Linked DNA regions of Mus musculus: region 1 is linked to region 2. A link is a contact called in public HiChIP or PLAC-seq data. All regions are on one chromosome and are shown on one strand. Each heading gives the region's core, a stretch centred on a gene start, on an enhancer-like site or on the middle of the called end of the contact. The rest is flanking DNA. Distances are from core to core; before and after follow the strand shown. Region 1 has its middle 42 kb from the start of Gm46687. Region 2 overlaps Gm34077 (a long non-coding RNA gene).

Evidence for each region. HiChIP or PLAC-seq counts read pairs in DNA pulled down with a chosen protein or histone mark.
Region 1: an H3K27ac HiChIP or PLAC-seq map of differentiating embryonic stem cells shows a contact between it and region 2, with 8 times the contacts expected there. The contact joins two enhancer-like sites. A contact is called at or near these places in 1 of 15 datasets of contacts at CTCF or cohesin (pro-B cells) and 4 of 115 datasets of contacts at active chromatin or transcription factors (craniofacial prominence, differentiating embryonic stem cells, embryonic forebrain and 1 more).

What each region holds. Positions count from the first base shown.
Region 1 is chrX:12,131,226-12,137,213 of GRCm38.p6, forward strand. It overlaps a transcript of Bcor not described here. Among named protein-coding and RNA genes, the nearest start is that of Gm46687, 42 kb to the left of the region's middle. Within about 2 kb of position 4,401, at least 257 of the 459 cell types and tissues checked have an H3K27ac peak or open chromatin away from gene starts, as enhancers often do. A contact at or near this core is called in differentiating embryonic stem cells, where this site is marked.
Region 2 is chrX:11,412,221-11,418,053 of GRCm38.p6, forward strand. All of the region lies in intron 1 of Gm34077 (a long non-coding RNA gene), which reads right to left. Among named protein-coding and RNA genes, the nearest start is that of Gm34077, 3.5 kb to the right of the region's middle. Within about 2 kb of position 3,646, at least 7 of the 459 cell types and tissues checked have an H3K27ac peak or open chromatin away from gene starts, as enhancers often do. A contact at or near this core is called in differentiating embryonic stem cells, where this site is marked.

The DNA of each region.
Region 1 (5,988 bases), core at 3,151-5,650, 720 kb after region 2:
GTTGAGCTAAATAAAGCAAACCCCGCTAAATGGTATGCCTGTGGGCTTTCCTGGCTGTGGGATGGATGGAGGAGGGATGGAGAGTTGTTTCCATGCAGTCAGCCAGCCAGGTGCCTGGAGTTGTTTGGTTGCTGTCTGTGCTTTCCTTTGGCTCAGGTCTGAGTCTTGCATGCAGGCACTCAACTTCTGCCATCAGGATAGCTCCAGTTCCTAGGCCTCAAGACATCCATCACCACAGGCCCCATGGGGAGCTCTTGGCATAAGCTTTCAGGCAGATGAAGCAGGAATTCCAATGGCTGGCTCGGGATATTCTTGGTATGATAAAAACAACAACAACAACAAACATGAATGCCTACCTTTCAGGGTCTTCTTGAGCTACCAGAACCTTCAGGCCTGTTGGTGGCAAGGGGGTTGAGGGAAGTGGCCAAGAAAACAAGATCATCTGCCAAACAGACAGCTCCTGGGACACATAATTATCTTTTCAGGCCTGAAGAGGAACATCAATTATTCTCTTCCTTATCAAAACATAGAAATATGCTTTATCCTAAAAAAGGGAACGAGGCATTCCCAGACAGATTAGGTAGAGGTAATGGAGAGTAAACATTTTTTCAGAAATCTCTCCCCATCCCAGCTATAGAAATAGAAGAAAAATTGACAATAAGAGACAACCAACTTTAGCTGATTGGAAGAATCTGGTGAACTTAGATACAAACAAAACCCTAGGTGATCTTGACCTGCTGAAGTGCCAGCCTCCACATCAAGTTATCGGATTAATTCTGTGAAATTCCCTTTCATCATAGTTTAAAGCAATATGGAAGGAGTGGGAAACTGTGCTCTAGTATAAACAGATTGGGAAAGGTACCTCAGGAAAACCTCCCATCCTAGTCATCTGGGTGAAAGTCAGAGGCGAAGACCAGAGGTGTTGGGAAATGACAGGCAATGAGCCTATGGTCTCCAGTCTTTGTTCCCTAACAGTTGTCAGGGAACCATCAAAGCCAGGGTGGGAACAGACACCCTTCCCAGAACCCAAACAGGAAAAGCAGCTGCTCTCTCTTGGGCTGTGGAAGGTCCCCTAATGGTGGCTCACTCACCCAAACCCTGGGAGTTTGCCTCTGTCTATGCATGTACTTCCTGGCTGGGAGTTGCTGCTGTCCACAAGGTTGGGCCTTGGGCCTGTGCAATCCACTAGCAATCAATCTATGTGCATGTTGGATAAAAAGCAACTGAGTTCTTCTCCTGCCACCAGTAATTTCTTCCTGAGTCTACCGAACTGCTTTCTACTCCCACTCTGCCATGAGGCCAAACTTGGAACCTCTTATAGGCCACTACAGTTTACTGGCTGCACGGATAGACGGCATCCAGTACAAATGTGTCTGGGGCAATCGATGGCTGGCCAGAGAAGGCTGGGAGGAAGGGGAAGCACCACAGGCTTGAAGCTGACCCAGCTTGGGAGCACTGCATCTACAGAGCCCAGAGAGTGTTGTTTTTTCCTAGATCTGCTTGGTACATCAATCAACTCAAAGTGCAAGTAGCTTTGTGGCATCTAGGTGGCCTAGACTCCAAAGTGCAGGAGGTTCAAGGGACTTGCACACAAGTTCCAAATGTGGTGTCAACTAGAGAAAGGGACCGGGTAAGAGAGAGGGAATTATTTTTCTGCCATCACCACCCCACCCCATTGTAATGTTTTCCGGTTAGGAACCAAAGCTAGTGGAGTTGTTCTTGGAGGCCCTCTGGACTGCCACTACTTCCTGGTGCAAGGCCGTGAGAATAAAGGCTTTCTGCCAGGAGGTTCCCTGGTTTAGTACCAGGAGCCTCGAATCCTGGCGGGAATCCTTGCACTTCCAACATGACTCTCTCTCTCTCTCTCTCTCTCTCTCTCTCTCTCTCTCTCTCACACACACACACACACACACACACACACACACACCACACACACACACCTCACACACCACACCAAACAAAAAACACTCTTGGAACTGCTGAAGTAAATGCGGAGCCTGACGCCAGGGTCAGTGGAGGGACTGTCCCCATCACCAACAAGTTGCTGGCCTTGATAACAGCTGTGGGAGGGGGAAGGGAGCCGCAGGCAGCCACGACTGAACGGTTGCGATCTAGAAAATTCAACAAGAGGCCGCCACAGTGGCGGCGGCTCCAATTAGCTGAGCCAACAGGGAAGGCAGAGAGCTAGGCAGCGGCCCTGCCGATCACGCCCCGGGCGAGCAGGCAGGAGGGGGCGCGGGGCCTCGGAGCTGCTCGCCCGGGCGGCCCTCGCTCGGCCCCTCCCGCGGGTTCTCGGAGCGCGCCTGGTGTTTACATACTGTCCTTCCGACACGGGATCAAGTTTCAGGCCGCGCTAGAGGCGCCTGGAGCGGGCCACAGGCCGGGGAGAAGGGAAGAGCTGGAGCGGGATCTAAGGCCGAGCTGTACGGCTGAAAGCCGGGGCGCTCGTGGTCACAGCTAGCGTAGCCCTCCCTCCTTGCTTGGGGTGAGAAGTCTATCGCGTAGGGTGGCAAAGACAGGTGGAGCTGCGGAGCGCTGTCCAGAGAGAGGCACCTCTGAGTCGCGAGTGGAGTCCAGGGCGCACCCGGGACTGGGGGATGGGGATAGGCTGTCTGATGGTAGCCCAAGGACTGTTTTGAATCTCACCCCGCTTCGTGAGCTCTTCACTCCTCCCCTAAACTCCTTTGACAGACTACTCGATCCAGACTCTTGTTATGGTGGTGGTGGTGGTGGGGGATCTGTGGACTGCAAAACCTCAAAATTCTAAGAGACCTCTCGCTTTTCCTTGCCCACCCTGGCCCCAGTACTGCGAAAGCCTCCGGCGAAGTGCTCGAGGATCTGGCAGCCTGAGGGTGCCCCGCGCTGTCAAGTGTGGGCAAGTGATCTCCAGCAGCAGACACACTGTAAACAGCCGAGTGTGTGCCCTCCTAGCTCGGGGTGAGAACCTCGCCTAAACACAAGTGTCCTCTCGGGCTCCCCGGAGAGACGGAGGAAAGAAAGCCCCCCCCCCCCCACCACCACACACACACACACACACACACACACACACACACTCACTCACACCAAGGCACCTGCATTCAAAAGAGAGTGTTCTGAACCTGCACAGGCGCCAGGCGCTGCTGGGAGAGGATACTCAGCCTGCCCCCCTCCCGGCTGAATACTTGCTTTGTTCCGGGAAACGGGGGAAGCATTAGGCTGCTAACCCCTGGGGAAACACAAAACTTTGAATCTCAGAAAAGGCGGTTGAATGTATTTCGAAGTTCCAGAGATCGGTCAAGGAAGGGAAAAGCAGATGGCGGGAGATCAGGAGACTTGCGAGAGAGGCCAACTGACGATGTGGGAGGAAAACAGCTCAGGGTGACCAGGCCGGAGTCTCGGGAACTCAACTCAGAGTGATGGTGCTTCGCGAGTTCCAGCGAACAGCGGGCTAGGCCAAGTGGTGCCTGCCCAGTCGGCGGCCGCGCCAGCTTCCTGCCCTGCCCAGGACCGCAGAGCAGTCAGGGACGCCACCTCTGGCTGGCTTGGTATCGCAGGAGGATGAGGGTATACAAATAAACCCCGAATCTCTGCAGCTCCCCTCCTCCATCTTCCGCAACACAGTGGACCCAGGCCAATTGGTGGGTCATCCGTTTTAGGTTTTCAACCTGGGGTGAATGGGAAAGGTTTGGTGAGCTAGCCATTACGGTTGGGTCAGTCTGAGCTATCTTAGGTCTCATTCGTTGACTGCCTGTCCCATCAACTCCCACTCCACCCTACCCAATCCGTCTCCAACTAGCTGAGGGCACCACTAGGTTAGCGATATAAGGTCTAACAGGCAAAAGGACGAATGGGTGAGACTGCCACCTCTCACTTAGCCTTCCTAACATTCAAGGGAGGGGAGGGCACCTAGGCTCTGTCCTATCCCCCGTAGGACGCTCCCCTCCGTCTCGGAAGCTCAGACTGCTAACGAGGGTTTCCCCCTTCCCCGTGGGCTCACAAGGTTTCTAACTTCCTCTAAACCTCCCTCCTCGCTCTGAAAAGCCCCGAGGAGAAGAGCAGAGAGGAAGCGAGCCGCTAGTGTGCTAAATGAAGACCATGTGTGAGGGTGGCGGCATCAGAGTGCCGCGGCCGGGGAAGGGGGTGGTGAAGGCCGGTGTGCGGCCCACGGCTGGCTCCTGGTCGAGGCAGCCAGCGCCTGGGCTTTGGGGGACGCAAAGCCGCAGCAAAGTACTGCTAGGATAGCCTGGTGGCTGGCCACCGATGAGTGTGTGTGTGTGTGTGTGTGTGTGTGTGTGTGTGTGTGTGTGTGTGTGTGTGTGTGTGTGTGTGTGCGCGCGCGCGCGCGCGCGCTTGGTGGACAGGATCTGCCGCGCCTCGGGGGGCGGGGGCGGGGGCGGAGCCCTGACTTCCTGGGCCGCAGCTGCGACCCAGGGCGCAAGAGCAAATCGTGCTCCGCGGCGGCGGTGGCTCGGGCCCGCCACGCTTGCAGCTGAAAATCAACAAAGGGAGGCGGCAGGCGAGCGGGGGAGGGGCGCGGCTGAGCGCTCGCTGGCTGCTGTGGAATAATAAAAAATAATTAATAATGATAATAAGAGAAAAAAATCTGCCGGCTTTCTGGGCACTGGGTTTCCGTGCGGCTGCAGCGGGAGGCGCGCTGTCCTTGACGCGGCCTCTCTCGCCTGGTCTGCCTGCCCCTCCCCCTCCCTTGCCCCCTCCCCTTCCTGGGAACCGGGAAGAGAAAGGTCTGCAGCTGACAAATATTATCCATTCTCCCCATCGATCGCGGAGTGTACAGATGTGAGCGCTTGATGTGCCCGCGGAGCGGCGGATCCTCCCTGCTCTCTCGCCGCCCCCCTCCTCCCCCTTTGTTCTCCTCCCCTTTCCCTCTCTTTAAATAGATTTCAGGGCGCTGCCTGTTGGAGAGCAGCTGGCGATCTCTCCAGAGAGAGAGAGAGAGAGAGAGAGAGAGAGAGAGAGAGAGAGAGAGAGAGAGAGAGAGAGAGAGAGAGAGAGAGAGAGAGAGAGAGAGAGAGAGAGAGAGAGAGAGAGAGAGAGAGAGAGAGAGAGAAGCCCGAGGTGCCCTGTCACCAGCCTCCCCCTCCCCCACCTGCCCTTCCTGCTGTGAGCCCACCTCCCCTTTTTCCAGTTTCCAAAACAGAAAACACCAGGAACACCCACGTCCACTGCATCGCGAACCTTAAAGCCTTTGGACGCTTTGCGCTGTCCCCGCGCTGTTCCTTGTTTCTGTGAGGAAAAAGAGGAAAGCGCAGGGAGGTTACATAGCGCCATGGCAGAAGATCCAAGGGTCGAGATCTTTCCTCGGCAGCAGCAGGGACAGTGACCGGGTCACGCTAAGAGAGTACAGTTTACCCATTAGGGGTAGTAGGACAAGGCAGCCTCTTTATTCCTCTTCTGCAAATGGCAGATTAAGCCGGCAGCGCTCGGCTTCAAAGGACCCCGGCGGCGTTCTGCAAAGGGTTAACCCTTCGGCCCATAATCGCAGACACGCACTCACACTCACAGGCGCTCACGGTGCGCCCTCCCCGCTCTCCAGAGAGCTGGCCACGGCCCGCAGTGCACCCGGAGCTGGGGGAGTAGCTGGGGAGGGGGGAGGGGAGGGCTTAACCAGGCCGCTCAACTGAGCCGGGGCCACCTCGCCGTCTGTCACTTAAATGATTGTCCTCCGCTCCGCTCAGTGCGGTCAGTACGGGCTGTTAACAGGCAGTTGCAATCAGTTTCCGAAAGGTCAGCCAAGGTCCTCCGGCTCTCGCAGACGGAAGGCATTACGGAACCGCTTTTGTATTTGCAGGCACTTTAGAAAACGAAGCAAGGAGGGGGCTTCACCCCAGCGCCTCCGCGGCTGGGAGCCCTGAGAGGGTCGTGAGCGGCAGGGAGAGGGAGACTGCACCCCGCGGACTGGGCTGGGCACCGAGGAAATCACCGGCCAAGTGACCTAGGCCCTTCGTGTTCCGATGGGGAAGCGGAAGGTGGGCAGGCTGTAAGGGAAAG
Region 2 (5,833 bases), core at 2,396-4,895:
CCCTGAATCTGTCAGTCTCAGACACTTAAGGCTGTCACCATTCTGTGGTTCAAATAAAGTAGTTTTGGCTTTCAAGAAACCAGCTGCCAAGAGTAAAGGCATGCCAGGAGTCAATGTCCACCCAGACAGCAAAGAGATCATATGGTAGGATGCTTCTGGTGTTTCTTGAGGGGGGGGGGTAAGAAGATTAAGATATCTGACCTCCAAGTCAAAAAAATCTGATAACTGTGTAAACGAAGGAGACAGCAGGAACACAAGCTAGTAGTGAAGCTATGGCAATGGTCCAAGCCAGAGCTACTGGAAACCCAAACTAGGACGGGAGGAGGAGAAGCTGGAGAGGAGGGGAATTAGGAAGGCATTTATAAACATTTACGGCTGTGCTGTAGTTTAGGTTTCTCTGTGTGTGGTACTCATTTATACCAGGCAAACACTATATCATACATTCCAGCCCTCTTTTTACTTTCTTTTCTTCTTGTGTCAGCCTGTATTACACAATGAGTTTCATTCTGATGCTTTCCATACAAGCATATAATGTATTCTGATCATATTACCCCATTGCCCTCTCGTGTCTGCCTCCCACTTCTGCCGATTCCCTTCATCTCCCCAACTAACCCTCCTTCTATTTCTATGTCTTGTTTGTGTGTGAACCAATGATTTAATTAAGGGTCACTTACAGGCACACAGGTGAGGGGTTCTTTAAAAGACCATGATCGCCTTAGAACTGGCTGCACCACAGAAGAAAATCCATCTTCCTCATCCAGTAAACATGAATTGCTTATGAGTTTGGGAGGGGTGGCGCCATGAACCCTTCCCTACTCCATGATGAGCTGTTAATGGGCCCAATACTGTGCAGGACTTTGGAGGCTAACCACAGCAGATGGGACTCCACAGATGCTACAACCCTACCCACTTTCCTCCAGCTTTTACGTTCTTGATTTTTCTTCCTTGGTGTTCCCTGAGCCTTGAGTAATAGACATATCCCATTTACAGCCTGATGACTCAAAAGTCAGTTATTCTCAGCACTCTGGTCAACTATGAATGTCTGCACTAACTACCACACACTACAGAGGCAAACTTTGCAGATAGAGTCCAGGAGTAGCTCTAATATTACCCAAGTTGTCCAGGCTGGCCCTGAAGTGGATCTGTGCTCCCAAGAAGTCCTTGAATTTACAATCCTGCCTCAGCACCCTGACTATAAGTGTATGCTTCCATACCATAGCATAATTTGATTCTTAAATTTTCCACAGAAGCCCATTGGTTGGAGGCTGAGTCTTCAAAGAGACACCACTGGCAGGTGGTAGAACTGTTGAGAGTTAAGGCCTCAGGGAAAGGCTTTAAGCCATTGCCAGTATGGTCTTGAAGAGGAAGATGGCTTCCCAATGATTTCCTCTTCTTGTTGGCATCTTGCCTACAAGGTAAGAAGCTTTGTTCCACTGTATGTTTCAGCCTTGATGTACAACCTCACCACAAGCCCAAAGCAAAGACACCTCCCAGTTATGGAGTGAAACACCCAAAGCCATGTGCCAAAGAAATCCTTTCTCTTGCCACATATGTACATACATACACATACAACACACATACACATGCAGCACACATGTATGGAGATAGAGACAGAGAGTGTAATTAGAAATTCATCTCCGAGGCCAAAGTCCAGGAATTTAAATGATATTCTAGATAATTCTGATGTACCCTTAAGTTTGAGAACCACTGATACATGGAAGGTTGAATGAAGTTGGTGAAGAGAATATGACATGGGAGGTCAGTTGGAGTGGAACACAGGGTAGTCAGTCACAAATGGGAAGAATATGCAGGTGGTGACAAGAAAAGGATAGAGATATGAGGCATTTGACTGACTCAGTTATGACTGACAACCATGAACAAACTGCTCAGCTAAGTGCCCAGTGTCAAATCCACAGTTTCTTTTTGAACACAAAATCGCCACCTGGATCATACTTTTTACCTAAGTCCCTCCCAGCATTTGACAGAGAACTGACCGTTCATGGCTATGGGAACCAGTGTGAAAACAGCCATCAAATACATCATGAGAAATTTACTTCTGTGATTTTAGAGACTGGTAAGGAGGGAGGCAAAGTGAGCTTGCTTTATAGATCTTGCCATAGAACACCACTGTTTAATTCCTCCTGTCCAGGACTGGGGCTCTAGCATGGTAATAGAGAACTTGCCTATCTCCTCCCTAAAAGTCTAGCATCAGAAAAGCTAAGAAAATTAAAAACAAAAATTAAATAGAATAGTACTTTGTAATGTCCAATCTCAAACTGGCTTTCTTTTGTTCTTTGTTTTCTTATCTGTTTTGTTTTGTGTTGCTGTTGTTTGGATGTTTCATTTGATTTGATGTGGGGGTCTCTTGTAGCCCAAATTGGCCTTGAACATGAGAAGCGTCAAGGATGACCTTGCGTTCCCATCTTCCTGCCTCTACCTCCTAAGTACTGAATTCACAGATGTGGGACACTACACTAGATTTTATGCAATTCTGACGATCAAATCCAGGGACTCATTCGTGTATGTGAAGCAAGCACTCTGGCAGATGAGCCACATTCCTAGCTCAGGCTTTGTCCCTGGGGACATAACCATCACTTATCAGGACTGTCTCCTGTAGTTCTGGGACCAGAGTAGGTGACATTCCTGTGGTTGCATTCAAAAGCTGCAGTCATCATGACAGTTCCCTCATTGGCTTGTTGGGTGGTGGAGGCTGTAGCTAGCCAAGCTTCAGTAGGGACTTCTGTCCAGAACACTCAGATCCAGAATGGGTCTCCATGGAATCTGGGCTTTTCATAAGCATGACAACTGAAATCCAGGAACCAGGTCTTGTGTGTGAGACAGGTAAAAGTTGAATTGTCTTTTTGTAACTAGCTTCAGAGGTTCCATAGCATCACTTCCACCTGTGTTCTAACGCCCACGAGGAATAATAGCTGCAATTAAGGTCATTCAGCACTGTTTGTCTCACATACAAAAGTTCGAGAGACAGCCCTAAGTCCCACTTACAATTCAAAGGGAGGGGGACACAGACTCCATCTTTGAATGGGGGTGAAATCAGTTCCTGGAAGAGTATGCAGGGCAAAAACTATTATTTCAGCCATTTGTGCAGCATACAATCTGCCATAGTAAATAAATCCTCAGTGGTCAAAACCCAGCTATGACCTTGCTGAGTCTGGCATGTAAGCTCCAGCCCATCTCGAATTACCCACAACTGGGCTGATCTGTTATTCCTGCAATCTTCCTTCTGGGATTGGGGCATGAATAGTAAAAGTTCTCATTACTTTATAGCTTAACAGGCCTCTATAGCCAGAAAAACTATCCCTGGTCCATCTAGAAGACCTGGAAATCCCCCAAGAAGAGCCGCTTCTGCCTCTAGGAGTTATGCTTGGGAAGGGTATGGTCACCACAGGGACAAAGGGAATTGATCAACGGCCAGAATTACATCACTCCCTCTCTTTGCTCATTTTTCATTGCTGTTGTTCTTTTTCCTGTGTTTAATTTCTCTTCTTCCTTACCCTCCCGTAGGACCTCCCCCTTGGAGATGGGGTTGGGGGGATTGATTGATTGGTGCTGAAAGCAGGGAGGTTGCAAGTAGAGAGAGATCACCTTACCCCGGAGATAGTTTCCATGGCAACAGGGACAGGTTGGTGGGAGGGGCGGGCAGATAAGGGCCCCACTTTGGGCTTCAGTGCACAATGGAGGTGAAGGCTCTAGTGTTTGCATGGAGAGAGGAAGACTATTCTTGTGCAGCTGGCTTAGGAGTGGGAACAGGAGCAGGAGCGGAGAGCACTTTGAAGCTCTTTCTGTCCTCTGCTCTCCTACCTCACCAGACAGCAACCTAGGCAACAACATTTGTTTGTTCACCTGGTCTGCCTCCTTTCACGACCACCCGCCCTCCATTTGCCACATTTCCCTCCCCCACCTCCTCCTCTCTCTTCTTGCTTCTTTAGCCCCTGCCAAGCTTCTAACCTGAGAGAATTAATTCCCCTCCCACAATTGGGGGGGGAGGGGCGGTACAGATCACTGAGCACTATTCTAGCCTGTGTCAGGGTTTAGGCCCACCGTGCTGCTTGCATATTGGCCTTCCTCTAAACTTGTTCCTTGATGGGGGCCATAGATAGTATCCAGAGGGTAAAGTAGGTTATTAGTTGATCTCTCAATGGTAACACACCCTAAGTATTCAGCATTCAACAGCTGTAAAGCTCATTACAGGCTTCAGCACTGCCACCCTGGCACTTGCCCTGCCAAGGGGTATTCTTGCCCCTTAACATCACATAGACTCTTAGCCCATAGCTGTGACCTTGTTCCTCTTTCTCATATAGACAGACCTCAGACTCAGGACCCTCAACACACTTCCAGACAACCTGTGCAGCTTCTGTGTCCAGTTGGATTTTCTTCAGTGTGACTGAGTAACAGCGTAGAGCTGTCTCATCCTACAATGTGTCTGCATGGAAATGTAGGGAAGAAATAAAATAGAAGCTCACTAGCCTGGGCAGAACGCCATATCAGTTCAACCCAGGAGCCAGAGGCAAGACTCAGGATTGTTCCAGCCTGGACCTAAAGAGCCTTTTCAGTGCTGAAGGGAGTGTAGGGCTAAAGATAATTTCTTTTTCCTCATCATGTTAAAGGCTGAAGTATCACAGAATCTAGCAGCCTCCCATGTACCTAAAGAACGCAGCCTCCCACATACCTAAAGAACACAGCCTCTCACATACCTAAAGAAAGGAAAGCAGGGTCTTCCAGTAGTGTTGTTCATAACAGCCTAAAATGCCCAGCAGCTAATAAATGGATGAGCAAAACTGGTCTGTCTATGGAATGGAGTACTAGTCAGCTATGAAAAGGAATAGAATTTGCATCCATGCTACCATTCAGATGACCTTTCACAATGAGATGCTAAGGTCCAGCCGAGAAGTGTTTGCCTTGCAAGCCTGACAACCCAGAACCCACGCAAAGGTGAAAGGAAAGGACTCACTTTACAAAACTGTCCTCCGACTTGCACATGTGCATCCTGCCATGTGCACCCTGCTCCCCAAGGACAGAGTCATCAATAAAGCAAAACACAATAGGAAGTGAAAGTCATTAACCATTCTGCTTATGCGCAATGCAATTCTATGGAAAGTTGTTTCATTTTGCCCAGGATGGGTGGGTGGCAGAGAGGAAGGACCACTCGTTAGTATGGAGTTTCCCTTAAAGAGTGATTATTACAAACTTCAATAATACATAGTGGTGGCACTTGCAGTGCCCATGAGATAAACTTAAGGCCACCAAACTGTACTTTGTAAGGGTCAATTTTACATGCAACCTAACCGCAGTTGTTTTGATTGGTTTGGTTTTGAGACAGTCTCAAAATATGCCAGGCTGCTCTCAAACTCCCTGCATTGTAAAAGATGACTTTGACCATCTGATCTTCCTCTGTCCTCCTAGGATTAGCAGCTACAGTGCATGACCACCCTACTGGGGATGGAACCTCTAGCTTTGTTCATACTAGGTTAGTGCTCTACCAACTGAGCCACATTCTCTGGCCCCTTAACAAGTCTGACAATGCAACTGGTAATAATAGTGTACCACTCAGTACCAAGGGTACTAGCACCAAGAAGTCACCACCACTGAGAGTGATTAACCCATCCTAGTTTACCACGGGGCTGTGAACTTCAGTTCTGAAGTTTTAACACTGGCAACCCCAAGAGATTTCAAATTCACTTTCCCTGCCCAGGAACCTGGCTGTAGGAACTAAATCAGGCTTTCGAGTGGCTCTGATGTGCTGCGTGGTGAGCCTGTCTCAGGATCACATGGAATAATAATCACACTAATGACAGCCAGAGAGCAGAGAGCACTT